Regions from separate parts of the Pan troglodytes genome. Here region 2 is linked to region 1. Evidence: chromatin contacts called from public Hi-C data. All regions are on one chromosome and are shown on one strand. Each heading gives the region's core, a stretch centred on a gene start, on an enhancer-like site or on the middle of the called end of the contact. The rest is flanking DNA. Distances are from core to core; before and after follow the strand shown. Region 1 holds the start of IGFBP5 (insulin like growth factor binding protein 5). Region 2 overlaps LOC104005375 (a long non-coding RNA gene).

Region 1 (4,245 bases), core at 870-3,369:
GATCCCCTCCCAATTACCCTGGTTGATGCAAACTATTTTTTTTTTCTACAAGCAATTTTCTAAAGGTGATTGTGAACAGATCTAGACCTCCAGAATGGAGGGAAGGGGAAAATGGAATCAAGTAAGGCTCATAGGCATCCTCCATAATCCCGCATCCTGCAGTAACAACACCAACACCTTCCCACTCCACTGTCATATGTTAATTATGGACTCAGAAACAACACCCATCTGGCCAGTCCTCCATCTTTGGATGAAATTACTATAGACAATCCCAGGCTACTGAGAATTCTTCTTTCTCTCATGCCCTCTCGGGAAGCCTATCCCAGGGTCTCTTGGACAACAGCTCCAGTGTCTGAATCCCTTATAACCTAAGCCCATTTCTAAGTGGAGATAAAGAGTGGCTGCTTAGCACACCAACATGGCACATGTATACATATGTAACAAACCTGCGCATTGTGCACATGTACCCTAGAACTTAAAGTATAAAAAAAAAGAATGGCTGCTTAACATTTACAGTCTTGCAGAGTAACCTCTCTCCATGGCAACCTGTACTGCTCTGCCCCAGGGTCCAGCTCCCACCACATTCTCCTCCTCCCTTCTCTCTACCCTTTTTATCTTTTCTGTGAGTGATCCCCCCTCCTTTTACCTGTCTTCACATATTGTATTATCCAGCCATTGGAAGTCGGCTACACAAAAAGAGGTGTCACTAGAGGCCATCTCTCTCAGAATACAGGGTGACTGGAACGAGGCAACTCATGTTTCTTTGGAAGGAGTACCACAATTTCCCCCAATCATCTTAAAAGCTACCAGTGTGCCTGAGGCAGGCTGAGCTGCTAAGGGTGTGCAGAAAGAAATAGGAGCAGGGAAGAGAACATACTGCACACATTCTGCTGCCACTCTTGTAGTCTGAACTTGACACAAATGACAAAATAACACATGATCTCCCTCACTTCTAAAATATTTCCACCAAAGTTTTGAATATTGATTTGTTCCTACCTTACCAAGCCCTCAGACAGAGAAAAGAAGAAATTAAGATGAGCTTTGCTGCTATTTTTTGTTTTAATCATTACACACAATGCTCCTCCCTCTCCCAGCCACCACCTAAATCCCCTTTGGCAGTACAGGCAAAGACATAACTTTAAACGTTAACCTTGTTTTAAAATGTGCCTTTCGGCAAATAGATAAGTGAGAAGAGAGATCAGGATCTGGGGGTGTTAACGGCATAAAGTGAGATGCTCCTGAACTGAACGAGCAAGAAAAAATATTTTCTTAAAAGCAGTCCTCCAGAAAGAATTCTTATCATAGATAAGGGTGCAGTCTAGTGGCAAACTTCATGAAATGCAGCCCCTTCTCCAAAGGAAAGTTAGAATACTTCTCAAGGGAGGAAGCACAATGTAAAAGGTGTAACAGCCCACACCAAGTCCACCCAGCAGGGGCAGTGACATTGGTCATTTCTCTCTGACTTGCCTGTGAGGCTCATGGCCCACTCAGGTCAATTTCAGAAAAAGCTAAAACCACCACCTTCCTTTTTTCAAGGCTTTAGTTTTCTTTCATTTTATTAAAGAGGTTCTAGTGGCATGATTCGGTTCCTGGTCAGGACCTCTTCCAAGCAGGTCCTGTGGCCCTGTCAGCTCATATTCCTGAGATGTGCCTATAAGCACCAACTAACCTGTCAACCTATCACAAGGTCTCCTCCAGCTACTCTGCCACCCACTCCCTCCAGGGATGTGGCCCTGCCCAATAGAAATACCTCTGCAAAATGACAGAGAGGGAAGTGTCACTCCAATCCACCTTTCTTCCCTCTAAGAACCCCACACACAAGGACACTTTAGGCCACCATGCAAGGTTTTCAGACTTAGCGTTTCCTCCAAAGTGTCCATCTCTGCAACTCGCTGCTCTCAATAATGCTGTTGTATGAATGTCCATTCCTGCAGGTACACAACACACACACATACACACACAGAGAGAGAGAGAGAGAAAGAGAGAGAGAACCTCCCTGGCCAACGTAGCTGAAGGCAACTGGTCACCTCTTCATCATGAGTACAGAAACCCCCTGATTAAATCCTCTTCTCCAGACTTTTAGGGGAGAAATTCAATTTTTTTTCTTTTTTAAATTTAGCTCACCAGACATCACTGGCCATCCTACACTACCTGTCCCCCAAACACACACACACACACCCCACATGGAAACAGACACCAGCATACAGTCCATTGCAGAAGCTTAGGAAGATTTCTTGGGCATGGTATATCCAGTTGGCTAAGAAGAAAATACGTCTCCCTTCAGCCTGTGCCTTGACTAGTTAAAGGATAGGAGGGAGGGGGAGACGAAGTTACTCTCCTCATTGTGTTCACCCTGCTCCGAAGAACTCTGTCTTCCACTGGCCCCTCCACCTCTTCCCCATTCTCGGTAGCCCCAGCCTGTCCCCCTTGCCCCTTTCTTACATTCCGGGGGGAGGAGGGCGCTGTTCAGGGAGCGAAGGGGAGCCCCCTTGTGTCTAGAAGGCCTCTCCCCACCCCCACCCCGTGTGAGTTTGTACTGCAGAGCTCCTTGGCATCCTTGCCTGAGTTGGGTGTTGGGAAGCTCAAATTGCAGCTACAAACTGGCTGGCAGCCAGGGGCCGGCTATTTAAAAGCGCCTGCTCTCCCGGAGCCCGTAGTCTCTTTGGAAACTTCTGCAGGGGAAAAGAGCTAGGAAAGAGCTGCAAAGCAGTGTGGGCTTTTTCCCTTTTTTGCTCCTTTTCATTACCCCTCCTCCGTTTTCACCCTTCTCCGGACTTCGCGTAGAAACTGCGAATTTCGAAGAGGAGGTGGCAAAGTGGGAGAAAAGAGGTGTTAGGGTTTGGGGTTTTTTTGTTTTTGTTTTTGTTTTTTAATTTCTTGATTTCAACATTTTCTCCCACCCTCTCGGCTGCAGCCAACGCCTCTTACCTGTTCTGCGGCGCCGCGCACCGCTGGCAGCTGAGGGTTAGAAAGCGGGGTATATTTTAGATTTTAAGCAAAAATTTTAAAGATAAATCCATTTTTCTCTCCCACCCCCAACGCCATCTCCACTGCATCCGATCTCATTATTTCGGTGGTTGCTTGGGGGTGAACAATTTTGCGGCTTTTTTCCCCGTATAATTCTGACCCGCTCAGGCTTGAGGGTTTCTCCGGCCTCCGCTCACTGCGTGCACCTGGCGCTGCCCTGCTTCCCCCAACCTGTTGCAAGGCTTTAATTCTTGCAACTGGGACCTGCTCGCAGGCACCCCAGTCCTCCACCTCTCTCTACATTTTTGCAAGTGTCTGGGGGAGGGCACCTGCTCTACCTGCCAGAAATTTTAAAACAAAAACAAAAACAAAAAAATCTCCGGGGGCCCTCTTGGCCCCTTTATCCCTGCACTCTCGCTCTCCTGCCCCACCCCGAGGTAAAGGGGGCGACTAAGAGAAGATGGTGTTGCTCACCGCGGTCCTCCTGCTGCTGGCCGCCTATGCGGGGCCGGCCCAGAGCCTGGGCTCCTTCGTGCACTGCGAGCCCTGCGACGAGAAAGCCCTCTCCATGTGCCCCCCCAGCCCCCTGGGCTGCGAGCTGGTCAAGGAGCCGGGCTGCGGCTGCTGCATGACCTGCGCCCTGGCCGAGGGGCAGTCGTGCGGCGTCTACACCGAGCGCTGCGCCCAGGGGCTGCGGTGCCTCCCCCGGCAGGACGAGGAGAAGCCGCTGCACGCCCTGCTGCACGGCCGCGGGGTTTGCCTCAACGAAAAGAGCTACCGCGAGCAAGTCAAGATCGGTGAGCGCGCTCAGTGTGCCAGTCAGTTACGCGGCGCACGGGCGGGGGACACGAGACCGGCTGGGCCCGCGCGCTTTGCGCAGCAAGTGGCTTCGAGCTGGGGTGCAGCTCGGGAGTAGTCGGGGAGGGTCCTTGCACCCCGGAATTGGAGCCCTGGAGGATCCTGCTACCCGGGGGAACTGTCTAGCCGAGTCTATCCCAGCTTTCGCTCTTTCTCCTTCCTCCTTCCTCCTACCCACACCTTGCCCGCCCCCTCCCCCTACTCTGTCCGAATACTGATTCTGAGCTCTTATTCGGTCACAAGGTCCAAATCCCCTGGTACCCTATCTACAGTCTGAAAGAGTGTATGTTACATTATCAACTCCCTCCTCCACCCCCCTCGCGCCCCGCATAGGTTTTTTTCTGAACTTGGAAAAAAATCTCTTTTGTTAAAATATTATTTTAATTGCGGCCTGGAGAGAGAGGCATTACCCATCTTCTG
Region 2 (4,245 bases), core at 493-2,992, 79 kb before region 1:
TCTCTTGGAAAGCATTACATGTGGACGTGTATACAGTTCCTATATTCTTTCTCTGGCTGCATAATATTCCATGGTTGCCTGTTAATAATCTTGGAGTAGCCAGAAGCTAGAGAGAGATGGAGAGAAAGAGAGAGAGAAGGAGGGAGCTGGATGGAAAACTACAGTAAAATGAGAAGGGATGAGGGGAGGCCAGCAGGCCTGAAGGAGGAAACACCTGATTCCCAGGCACACTGCAAAGAGAAAGCAAGCCTGGCTGGGAACAGAAGTGAAAACAGAGGAGGCTCTGAATACATTGTATAGAAGTGGGCCCCAGAGGTGGGGGAAAGGAGTTATTGAGCTCCACGGGGTGAACATTTGCCTCTAACCTGTTTCCTGATGACTTCATCATCCCTCCTGAGGACCTCCCCACTTTTGCCAACCCCACCATTTTTTAAAAAGTGCCCCACCCAAAAGAAAACAAACATGTTACTATTTATTCATGCAAGAAGGCCCAGGAGACACAATAGACAGCAGCACCAGCCTAATTAAATGAAACAGGGTAGGTGTAACTCAAACCACCTTGGGAAAATATAATCTGCCACCAAAACAAAATTCCCACCGTTCAGACCACAGGGAAATCAGACCAGCCTCCTCGCCAGGTTCCCAAGCAAAGGCTGACTCCGCAGGCAGCAAGATAAGAGAAGGTCGGCTTCTCGCCAGTAGCCTTCCTCCCTCCGCTCTCAACTCTGTGCACCCCCATGGCCCCCCACCTCTCTGAGCTTGTTCACCGACATATCAGAGCTGCTCCCTTTGTGGGCTGGACTGTTTAGCTAATTCGTCCATGGAAAACAGTTCAGGTTCAGATTCCAGGCCAAGGCAACCAGACACCAGTTGCAAATCCAAGCTTGGGGATTGTATCTCTTTCACCACTTTGAGACACATAAACTGCATCTCTCCTCCCCGACATAGCTTTTCTCTCCACCTAGGGAAACCTCAGGGATGCTCCAAGTTGGACCCTCCAAAGCTAAGACATGGGAGGGGTACTGGAGAATCTCTGAACTGGCCTTCTCTAAATTTAGACATGGACTCTGAGAGTCAGAAGGTGAGCTTGACCTAAGGATGTGCTCCTGGGCACCTTTGTCTGAAGAGTTCTGGGGCCAGATGAAAAATCTGACTATGTCTCTAGATTTCCCTCATCAGCTGCAAGTGGGCTCTGGAATTAGACCTGCCTGGTCAGGTCTCAACTGTACCACTCCAATTGTAACTAGGTGAGTTTGGGTACAAGCTTAATCTCTTTTTGCTTGATCTCCTAATCTGTAAAATGGAAAGAACAGTTTGTCTCTTCCTTCCCCGACAGGATTATTGTAAAAATTAAATGAGGCTACCCACGTAAAGTTCTTGGCACAAGGAAGGTGCCACAGAAGTATGAGTTAGTTTCTTCCTCCTGAGAAAGTCTATACCCACCCACTCCAACCTCACTCCAGTCCTCCTTTCATGGGTCCAGTGTAAAAATGAGGGGCTTCAGACTGGGCACAATCGCTCACACCTGGAATCCCAGCTACTCAGAGCCTGAGTTGGGAGGATTACTTGAGCTCAAGAGTTCAAGGCTGCAGTGAGCTGTGATCGCACCACTGCCCTGTAGCCTGGGCAACAGACTGAGAGTGATTGATGCGTACCAGGCATGTGTCCCAACTGTTCAAACCTGTGTCCACCCCCAGCCAGGCCAGCTGTCTGAAACACCATTCATGAGTCATTCTTCCAGGCCACAAGGGCTTTAGGGATCTGTTAGCTGCAATGGCTGTAAGTGTTAGTCACTCTCAATTACAGAAGGGGGTGATTGTGCTGATAATCTGAAAATGTAGCTCCCCCTTGCTATAGGGTTTCTAAAGCTCCAGGAACTCAGTCCATCCTCAAGAGCAAAGCTGCACTGTGACCCTAATTCCATCCTCAGCAAGGCCAGAGAAGAGCCAGGGCCTGAGCACCAGAGGGCAGGGCTCTTCCCTAACCCCTCACTCAACCTCCCTCTCTTCTCCAGGTAGAGCCAGTCCCAGTCCCTTGACCTGGCCACCGAGCTCTAGTTTCCAGCCATTTCATCACCTCTGGGTCCCTTCTCTGAATCCTCTCCAGGTTCCCCTTGTCCCTCTCAAGCTGCCCATCCATCAACACCCGTTCCTAAGCTCCTGCCCTATTCAGATGACTGTACTCAGAGCTGGCCCTGGGGCTGCGGTCAGAGTCTGGCCAGGGTAGACAGAGTATCCTGGGGAGATGACCTCATAAGCCCTCCCTCATGGAGTATTTTTAGGCATCACTTTCCTCCCCCTCCCACTCAGCTTCCATGCACTTCCAGTGCAGTCCAGAACTCTCCGGAATCTCTAGGGGTGCTGCAACTCTTGTTGTTTTCCCAGTGTTTAAGGAGTGGAAACTGTAACTGCCCCTCCAAACACTCAACTCGTCATCCTTTGAATGATTCTTTTTCATTTCTACTCTGCTTCTTTTCAGAAAATAAAGATAGACTCTTGTCAAATATTGAGGGACTCCAACCATCACCCCCGAGGCAGGCAATTCCAGCTCCGTGGCTGCATTCCCTCCTCTATGTGGCTATGATGTGGTTTCCTTTGTTGCCAATCTAGTTACATGTCACATAGACTAAAATCCTGTGAGTCTGCCTCCTCCCCAATGTGGGGAGAGTCCCAGATCCTCTCCAAGAATTCCAAGAGTGGCATCCAGAGATCTCAGAGTCCAAGAAGCAACAGCATGTGACCACGAGAACTTGAGGCTGGATCTCAAGGTATCAAGGTCTCTGTTTAGTCTCACCTTCATTTTGCCCATCTTTCTGGAGAAGTTGTTTTAATGTTCTAGTTTCTCTGTGCGGTCTTTGATTATTTACTTTTTTTCTTTTTGGCCACCAATGAACTTGGCCACCAATGCATCCACAAGTATCCACATACCTCTCAGGACCTTGAGATAGAAGAGATTCTGATGCTACCAGGCACAGCGACCCAACTCCTTCTCACCTTCATGCTCTGCCCCATCATTGCCAAGCACCTAATCTAAAGTGGGCCCTGGAAAACCAGCTCCAGGCCATATCTGGCCATGGCTACCAGTCACTCACTGGATGCTAAAAAATGAGGAAAACCTTCCCAGCCTGGGACAAGGGGAGAGGGAGGCTTAAAGGCTCAATCAGGAGGTTTGGAGGGTCCTGTCCCATCTCCATCTCACCCAACTTCAATGAACCCAGAAAGTATGGAGAGAAAGTATCTCAATCCACGCCAGATGGAGGACAGTGCTGGCAAACAGCTGGCCTCAACAAATAGTTGTTGCTTTTTTTTGCATGATAAATGCTGCTGACAGCCAGAATGGCTGGAGAGAAAGGAGGCAGAGTTTCTCCTGGGCCCTGTATATTCAGGTAGGATTTGAATCGAAGGCAATCTAGGGTCAGCTCCAGCTGAGTTTGGGGCTTCGTACTGAACACAATTCAGTCTCAAATCTCTTTGTGTGTCTCACCAATGAGGTTCTCCTTGCCCAGAATAGCCTCTGCTCACCCCACCCCTGCCCCCTGCCCTCACCACCTGACATGCTCCAGATCAAAGGCTTCCCTTCATGAGCAGTCCCCAATGCCCAAATCCAAAAGCCTCTCTCCCATCTCGGAGGGCCCTCTCCAAGCACTTTGCTCAGAGCTCTGAAAGTATCCTTATCTCCTACCACCACAGAGCAGGCAGGCGCCCATGGTGGCATCCCATTTGGGCAGCCGTTGGGAACATAGCTGCCTCTTGCAGCATTTGCAAAGTCAGAGGCACACTGGCAGGGAGCCAAGACAGGCGGCTAGAAGCAAATGGCTTTCAGGGGAGATGGTCAAGAGAACTAATTTGTGTCGCATACATGAGGCATTCTAAAGAGGTTCCCAAACCTATCAGCGAGAAACTAGATGGAAGACTGGATAGAGTTCCCAAAGATACACCAGCCAGCACACAGAAATCATGGTCGGGGGCTTTCTGTGGCCCAGGTTTTCCCCGGTAATATATAATCCATGGATTACATGGAATGGTGGGAGGCTCCTCCAGGATTATGGGCTGCCTCTGCCATCCTCAGATTATCTGAATTTCATCACCCGCAACAGGGATGGGGGGTGGAGCACAGCCCAGAAGCAGGAGCCCCTCAGCTGCAAGTCTATAGAATATTGAAATCAAAAAGCAAATGAAGACAAACACCATAGAGGCTGAGCTGCTGGGCTCCAGAGCTGAACTGCCTGTTTGACATCCCCCTCTA

Evidence for each region. Hi-C and Micro-C count contacts between places; a contact is called where the count stands out from the background.
Region 2: a Hi-C map of stem cell-derived neural progenitor cells shows a contact between it and region 1, with 4 times the contacts expected there. The contact joins the enhancer-like site here to the promoter of IGFBP5 in region 1. A contact is called at or near these places in 3 of 7 Hi-C or Micro-C datasets (induced pluripotent stem cells and stem cell-derived neural progenitor cells).

What each region holds. Positions count from the first base shown.
Region 1 is chr13:118,956,390-118,960,634 of NHGRI_mPanTro3-v2.0_pri, reverse strand. IGFBP5 (insulin like growth factor binding protein 5) reads left to right here and starts at 2,119. Exons shown (of 4, transcript XM_003309465.7): 1 at 2,119-3,764. The coding sequence starts at 3,428.
Region 2 is chr13:119,035,193-119,039,437 of NHGRI_mPanTro3-v2.0_pri, reverse strand. All of the region lies in intron 2 of LOC104005375 (a long non-coding RNA gene), which reads right to left. Among named protein-coding and RNA genes, the nearest start is that of IGFBP5, 79 kb to the right of the region's middle. Within about 2 kb of position 1,742, at least 6 of the 24 cell types and tissues checked have an H3K27ac peak or open chromatin away from gene starts, as enhancers often do. A contact at or near this core is called in stem cell-derived neural progenitor cells, where this site is marked.